Linked DNA regions of Hordeum vulgare: region 1 is linked to region 2. A link is a contact called in public Hi-C data. All regions are on one chromosome and are shown on one strand. Each heading gives the region's core, a stretch centred on a gene start, on an enhancer-like site or on the middle of the called end of the contact. The rest is flanking DNA. Distances are from core to core; before and after follow the strand shown.

Evidence for each region. Hi-C and Micro-C count contacts between places; a contact is called where the count stands out from the background.
Region 1: a contact with region 2 is called in a Hi-C map of seedling, with 5 times the contacts expected there. The contact joins the promoter of LOC123437114 here to the promoter of LOC123436971 in region 2. A contact is called at or near these places in 3 of 6 Hi-C or Micro-C datasets (leaf and seedling) and 1 of 1 datasets of contacts at active chromatin or transcription factors (embryo).

The regions. Positions count from the first base shown.
Region 1 is chr1H:360,361,398-360,365,671 of MorexV3_pseudomolecules_assembly, reverse strand. LOC123437114 (cyclin-dependent kinase E-1) reads left to right here and starts at 2,085. Exons shown (of 15, transcript XM_045115685.1): 1 at 2,085-2,505; 2 at 2,618-2,728; 3 at 2,849-2,952; 4 at 3,093-3,135; 5 at 3,228-3,326; 6 at 3,788-3,857; 7 at 3,941-4,035; 8 at 4,197-4,230. The coding sequence starts at 2,281.
Region 2 is chr1H:359,796,310-359,800,579 of MorexV3_pseudomolecules_assembly, reverse strand. It overlaps LOC123436971 (probable NADH dehydrogenase [ubiquinone] 1 alpha subcomplex subunit 12), which reads left to right and starts at 1,748. Exons shown (of 5, transcript XM_045115674.1): 1 at 1,748-1,967; 2 at 3,173-3,199; 3 at 3,285-3,376; 4 at 3,710-3,819. The coding sequence starts at 1,879.

The DNA.
Region 1 (4,274 bases), core at 836-3,335, 560 kb before region 2:
GAAGAAGCAGAAGAACTCCTTCGTTGATCTTACCGTGGCCATCATCGACTCCTATTATAGAGACATGAATGATGAGTGCGAAAAGGACAAGTCTAACTGGCACAAGTCCTGGGTGAACGAACTGGATGAAGAACACATCAAGTACACGGCCAGGGACGCGTACACAAGCTACAAGATGTACACGGGGATCATTGACATGAGGAAGTACCTCCTTCCTGCAGACGACGAGGGATAGCCACAAGCAAAGCAGTGGCGACAACCATCGTCGGAAGAACAATATGGTTTGATGATCGTCTACTTCTTGTAAATTTATATTAAGGAATGTACATGTGTTGTGTAGTCACTTATGTAATTGGATGTTGAATTGGTTATGCAACAATATTGGTGTTCTGTAGACACATCATAGATGTTGTGTAAACAGAGCAAATCAGATCTCATACAATTGTTTACCAGCAACCGTCTGCCCACAACACACATATCTTGTCACGATAGATCATTTGGGTTATTATTGGTTTTCCCACACAATTATGATGAATGAACTGTTTGCGGGGTATCACCCACACCTTCTTATGCTAACTTGTTTGTTCTTCTCAATCAGCGCAGAGAGTTTATTCGAGCGAAGTGTATGGCGTACTTCGCATACATATGTCTTTTGTTAACCGTTTGTGTCATCTTGGCTAATCGCAAATAGTTTCTAATGACCAATTGTATGCCATGCATCACACATGCAAGTCTCATCTGAATAGTGCCTCGTGGACAAACCATTGCACACAGTTTGTTGTATTGGCGATGGAGCTAGTACTATACCATTTACGATTCATGCATGCACACAGTCTGATCGAAGAATCTCTGATTGATGTGTCATCCTAGGACCTTCATGTAGTAGTGATTATTTTCCGTTTTCCTAGTTCTTTCCAAGGAGGCATGATTTAAACAACCAGACAACATCGCATCTGACACTCGAGGAAGGTACAACCCAACTATGTGGGATTTCAAACGATAATATATCCCTATTTTGCTCTCGGGGTGTTAACTACCATGACTTAGTTCTCAATTTGACATGATGATTGAATTTATGACTAGTCAAACGTTTGTTTTACTCAAATCGACACGTACCCAAGAGAAGAGTACACGTTGTATAGGAAAAAAGTAATGCGAGTGGCGCGTGAGGAAAGAGAGTGGGCCAACTGAAATATCAATGAGAATAGAGATGCATGACCATCAATACCAATCTATACATGTTGATGTTGTATCCATGCAAACAACATATGCCTCCAAGGGTCCCTCAAAAAGGAAAAAGTGTGCATCTAAGAGACAAATACGTTGAGCGATACAACTACCCTCCTCCCAGCAAGGTTGTTACTTGGGATGCGAGTCCAAATATTTTTTTAAACATAGTATAATTGAAGTCGTTCATATGCACGAGCATACCCTCACCCATATGAACGCGCACACACATACCTTATCCCTATGAGCATCTTTGAAAGACCGAGCCGACACATCATGTTGAGAATGATAAAGTTGCCACATACGCCTTCGTAGTCGATGAGAACGTCTCCTCCCGTTAAACGCACATCACGGAAGGCGTGAAATAAATTCAGTAAAATGCAAGCACCGATGCCAAGCGTGGGACTTGAACTCTCATGGACACGAGATACCACTATCCTCCTAATCATTCAACCATAAGTTGGTTTGCGAGTCAAAAAATACATGCAATTCAAAAGGGATAAACGAAGGGCAAGTTACCGTGCTTCTATACACACTACATGTTTGCATACCTATGGAATAAGAATATTTTGAGAAAGTTATTATAAGTGTTCTTCTAATAAAACGAAAACTATTGTTGATGTGCAAGAAAAAGGCATGAAATCTTTGTTTTTTTAGAATGAAAACAAGGTATTTCCTTTAAAAAAAAAGAATGAGAAGGTATGAATTCATAAACCAAAGCTGTGGACTCATAAATCGAAGCTGACCTCAGATAAAAATAAAATCGAAACTGACCGTTACCATCCGATCAGCAGCCAAAGGTGAGGATACAGGCCACGCTGCATATTTTGCAAAAACACTCTCTTCCCCAGCCTGCCCGCCCCCATCCGATCCCCCAATCCCTCTCTCACTCCGATTCGGGCGGGGCCCAAACCCTAGGTCGCCGGCTCCTCCCGAGGCGAGCCTAGCTGATCCGTTTGTTCTGCGCAAGCTCTGCCGTGTTTCTCTGCTGTTTCCTCTCTAAAGGAAGAAGAGGAAGAACGAGAGGGATTTGGTCGGCTGCCGTCGGCGGCGATGGGCGACGGCCGCGGCGGAGGGTCAAACCGCCCCGCGTGGCTGCAGCAGTACGAGCTGGTGGGGAAGATCGGCGAGGGCACCTACGGCCTCGTCTTCCTCGCGCGCCTAAAGCCAACGCATCCCCAGGCCGCTGGCCGCCGCGGCTCCCCCATCGCCATAAAGAAGTTCAAGCAGTCCAAGGAGGGCGATGGCGTCTCGCCTACCGCCATCAGAGAGATCATGGTAACCCGTCGCCGCCGCCGCCGCCGCCGGTTGCTTCATTCCTTCGTGGCGTTCCACACCCTGGCTATATAGGACTGTAATCCCTCTCCCTGCGCTTGCCCTTTGATTGCAGCTCCTGCGCGAGATCAACCACGAAAATGTCGTCAAGCTCGTCAACGTCCACATCAACCACGCAGACATGTCCCTCTATCTCGCCTTTGATTACGCCGAGCATGACCTCTATGTATGCAACTCCCGTCTCCTGCTCATATGTGCCTTTTTCATTCCTGTCAACATCTTACTATGAAATTCAAATCCAACTCCGATGGAATAATTAGTTAACGAAGCGCTGCTCAACCCGCAGGAGGTTATCCGGCATCACAGAGAGAAGCTTAACCTCTCCATTAACCAATACACAGTCAAATCCTTGCTCTGGCAACTGCTCAATGGCCTCAACTATCTCCATAGGTATGTCTATATTTTCAATTAACAAGTCGAATAGCATGATTCTCCATAAGCTGTGATGTCTTTACTGCAAATATATGCAACGTTTATCTGGGTCAATCCTATAAAAATCTGATCTATCCTACCTGTCTCCCCTTCTGCAGTAACTGGATTATCCATCGAGACCTCAAGCCTTCTAATATACTGGTATGTTGCTTCATGCTTCACGCTGATACGCAAATCTGTCCAGTATTGTCTCTTTTGCTTGCTAAGCATGCTGCAATGGTGTGCCCCAGTAGGTCATGGGAGAGGGAGAAGAACATGGAATTATAAAGATTGCTGATTTTGGCCTGGCTAGGATATATCAAGCTCCACTGAAACCACTAAGTGACAATGGGGTGAGTAGCTCTATCTACATTCCTATTTCAAGTAATGTGAGGGAACCAAAGGATGGTACTTTGGTAATGGATTGCAGTCATTCACTCATTCTGCCAAGTTACCACTAGCATTCTCAGGTTCCCCCTATTCTTATAGACTCAAAGCTTATACTTTGCAATTGCATCAAATATATTATCACACAGTGCACCGATTTTGAATGTTTGAGTTCAAGTATCTGACTGCAATTTTGGCCATTGATTGGAGTCCATTGACAGCCTAGGAGTATCCACATTAAGTCTTATAATAGTACCCTCTTAAACCATCTAAATTTATCTCTAATTGTACATTAATTAGGGCACGTGGTAGTATTATTTTGTACAACATTGCTTCATAAACAGCTGAGGCGGTAATGGTATATTTCCGCAGTACTTTTGACACTGTAATGTATTATGCTAATTCCCTGATTTGAAATATATTTCAGGTTGTTGTAACTATCTGGTATCGTGCACCTGAGCTGTTACTTGGAGCTAAACACTACACAAGTGCTGTTGGTATCCTTGCAAGGAGACAAAAGCAGATCCTTTTACTATCTACTTTTCTTCATTAATTCTGTTACTCTCTTAACCATCTCCAGACATGTGGGCAGTTGGTTGCATTTTTGCCGAATTGCTTACATTGAAACCACTGTTCCAAGGTGTTGAAGCGAAAGCTACTCCAAACCCTTTCCAAGTATGGGCAGTTACACTCAGTTAGTTAGTATTGCCATCTTGTTTTTAGATTATATCACTAGGCTAAAGTTGTTATATTTTACATGATGATCATGTCTCAAGTAACTTTCCTCCGTTTATGCCATTGGTATATCTCACAGTTGATTTACACATGTCTTGTAGCTCGATCAACTAGACAAGATTTTTAAGGTCTTAGGTATGTATTCCTTGTTTTTGCTTGTCTTGTTTGATTTGTCATGG
Region 2 (4,270 bases), core at 499-2,998:
TCACACGAACAAGATCTCTACCAGACCATACAGTAGTAGTACTCTCCGTACGACTATACAAAGCCAACCGATATGCTACCCTATTTTGCTCACGCTTAATTTTCAAAGAAATAAACTCTTGCTTAACCATGTGATGCCTAATCTCTGCAACCAAGTGACCATATGCCGACCTGGTTAAACTCTCCCCCATTCATACCTACCAGTGCCACGAAGGAATCTGTACAATGTTATTTAATGGCTCTCAAACCGACCAGGAAAAAGATATAGCTAATCTAGCAATCTTCTGACCAGCTTTATTTACTTCTATATTATAATGCTCGAACCTAGAAATGGGGTAATCATAAGTAAAATATAAACAATCGTCAAAGACCGTCACCGCCGCCGCCTACCATCCTCCATTCTTCATGGTATCGATCATCTTTAGATTATCCGAATTAATAATAACACGATTGCATCCCGTCCTTTATGCATATGATAGACCGAATTTAAGGGCCAAAACTTCAACCATCAAGACATTCGCGTGCCAATCTATATTTTCATTCCTCTAAGGATGAATCTGATTTTGTCATCTCTTATGACCACCCCCGTCGTACCCCTAAGCATGCCATTATAAAGAGAATCATCAATATTAAATTTAACAAAACTTATGTGAGGGCAGACCAACCCTTCTTTTCATGGGAAAACCTTCGGAGAGAAAGTAGTAACATAATTGGTCGTAAGAGCATGGATGCCCATAGAAATCGGGTGTACGCATTTTGAGTTGTCTCCGTGTGAATCAATTTACGTCTTTTCCACCGCAAATACCAGACTAGATGACAATCATTTTACGTGCATATCGAGTACCCATGATACACAAATTATGTTCTGTCAGAAGAAATAAATACTCCAATACCGTCTCTCTAGCACGATCTACTTCATAGGCTTTATAAATAATATTGTCCATCTCCATCCTTTTTCAAACCACCCTTGCTTTGTTGAAGAGAAATAACATATGCTTCATATCTTTTGGATTTTTTTTTTTGAAATGATTCATATCTTTTGGATCAGAGGAGCAAGTAGGGCAGGCGGGCACAGTGGCGAATCTTGCAAGAGAATAAAGGGGGAGGGATCAATGTTAACAGTGTGAAGAACAATACACTAACTCTCAGTTTTTTAGTTCAAATAATGTTATTTTTTATGATGAATACTTGTAAATTTAGTTTTTCAATTTTTGAAGAGGGCTCAACCCTTAGATTCGTCACTGGATGGACAAGACTTTCATGTATCTATTAGCAAGCGTAAAACGGCACAAGAGTGTGCTATGTAACGCATGCCAAATATATTTAGACCTTGTTCGGAATCTCTCCACTCCGCGGAGCTGTGGAGCTGAATGTGAGCCGCTCCTTCAAAATGATCTTTACCCTGCTTCGCTCCGGGAGTGGAGTCGACGGAGCGGAGAGGAACCGAATAGTCTTTTGATCTTTATCAGACAAGGTAATTTTCATAACTTACACCAAATAGAATTAACTACTGTTCATCCCATCCAGTTGGTATGTTGAAATTTGCTTCCATCGAAATCTAGCTGTTTTTTTCTTTTTGTTTGATTATATAATCAAGTTTGTGTTGGATACCCCGTGTACTTTCTTTTTCTTTTTCTTTTTATGGAGCAGGGAGAAGAATGCATAACAACGTGGCTCGGCCCGGTTGCAAAATGCTGGCTCGTTATTTTTTTTCGTGGATGATGGAGTGAGTGAGAAGAGAGTGGGCCGGCCCATACCGTCCTGGTCCGCTTCGCCTATCTCCTCCTACCTTCCATCAGAGAGAGAGAGGGGCGTCGCGTCGCATCGGCCATTGAGAGGAATCAGAGGGGGAGCGGCGCAGGAAGCGAAGGTATCATCCATGGCCGCGGTGGTTCGGAGCGTGTGGCAGGGCATCAAGGAGAAGGGCCTCGCCAACTTCCTCCGCTACGCCCGCGACGAGGGATACCTGTAAGACTCGCCCCCCCCCCCCCCCCCCCCCCCCCCCCCTCCCTCGGATCTGAGATTCGTCCATGCTCCTCCTGCGGCTGTTGGGTCAAAATCCCATCCGATTATCATCTAGGGCTTCTTCTTCAACTTCGAATGCCTCGCCGCGCATCATTTTACCGATTGATTGTTGGATCGGTAATTTCGTTCGCGTCAATATTAATGAAACCAAATGAATATGCAATATCACATGTTCATCTGCTGCCTCAAATTACACAGAAACCTGCATATCTCGAAATTACTCTGCTGGGATTGCAAGGTCTGGAAACAGAAGCACAACTGTTCCTTCCTCTTGGTCTAGGTAGCAGGTAGCTTAAGACAAAATCCTTTGGTACACAAATGCCTCTGCCCACGTTATCAATTTCCTCGATAGTAAATTACAACGCGACAGATCTTCCAGAAAAAAATGAGTACGACACAACATTACCAGAAAGCGAGGGACATTCAAATTTTCATACCATTGGTTGGCCACTGTACTCATTTGCTCGTTTAATATTTTTCATGTGCTTTTAGCTTCCACATAATGCTTTTTGATTATAGCAGGACCTTAGCATCCCAGAAATAGAATACTTTGAAACCTATGTACGCATTGCAGTTAGATCAAACAGTTGCGGGGACTCCCGCGTTAAGGTATCTCCGACTCTCCGCTGTGTGATAACTTGATAAGTATATCCTTCCATCAGAGAACGCAGTTTAGTGCGATGGCTGATGAATACTGGTTACAATCTGCAGCTTCAAGTTGGAGTCCCCAATTTTTAGAAGGAATCACTTTCACTCTTTTCCAAGGTTTTTTTAAGCGCTAGGCGCTGAGCTAGTGTTTTGTCTCCACCTTGCCCTTTTCTGACCAAAGCACATGCTTAAGTGCAATTAAGTGCATGTTAAACGCGATTAAGTGCTAGGCGTTTTGCCTCTGCCCAGTGCACAGGCACACTTAAGCGTGTGCGTATGCTCTTTTCAATTTTCTAAATGCAATAGTTGTATTGCTTTTTGTTAAATGAGCATCACCATGTACACTATCCTCTTCTTGTCGATATTCTCTGGACTGTTTTTAAATTTCTAAAATGATATAGCTCTCTTAGAATTCCATAGTAGGAGGGGAAAAAAGAGCTAAATTGCACATGTGTTTCTTTGTTTATGCTTCTAATGTTGTAATATGGTGTTATTTGCAGAAAATGCCTTGGGGATGGAAACCTATTGTAAGTCCTCCCTCCCATCTCTCCAGTTTTGCAGGAAGGAATGCTTGGTTTTGTGCCTCAGTGTGCAGATTTCTCTTCTTTTCAGGCAAACCAAAATTCACAACATTGGTGCAACCCTTGTAGGAGTTGACAGTTTTGGAAACAAGTACTATGAGAAACTACATGACACTCAGTATGGTTAGTGGCTTTACCCCTGGTTGAGCTACTACAATATTTTATTTTTTAATTCTGCTGCATGCCCACATAAGAATGTTGACCATGAAACTGATACAAATTGCCACTTTAGAAAGACCAGTACAGACTCTATACTCATCATCCATAGTAGTCTCTAGTCTGAGATTTTGTCTCTCTTTCTTCTTTTCTCTCACGCCTGAGAATGGTAACATTGTTCTTTAATGAACATTCCAAGCTTGAGCATTTGTGTTTCTTCGTGGGAGCATAATTCTTATTGTGCTTCATTGCCCCCCTCCCCTGACTATGTAGTAGAAACTAAACATTTTCAATTTTCAGGAAGGCATAGGTGGGTAGAGTATGCAGAGAAGGGTCGCTACAATGCGTCCCAAGTGCCTGCTGAATGGCATGGATGGCTGCACCACATTACAGACAGCACTGGGGACAAGGCAAGTTTTCTCTAATGTTTCCTGTGTTAGCACACACAAAATTTTCTGAGGTGCTTTATCCGTATAGGCAATGCTTCCTGAATGACATGTACTCCCTCCGTCCCAAAATAATTGTCTCAAGCTTAGTACAAATTTGTACTAGAGCTAGTATAAAGTTGAGACACTTATTTTGGGATGGAGGGAGTATTAACTAAGCTGTACTCCCTCCATTCTGAATTGTAGGATGTTCTAACTTTTTTCTGAATCGGATGTATATAGATGCGTTGTAGTGTGTTTGTTCACTCATTTCGGTTTGTATGTAGTCCATATTGAAATACCGAAAACATCTTATAATTTGGAACGGAGGTACTATAAAATAAATGAGCACTTACGTGTGTTCACAATCTCTGTTAAAAAAAAACGTCTTCACAATCTGTGGAATCAATGAGACTGAAAGTTTGCTTATTATTTG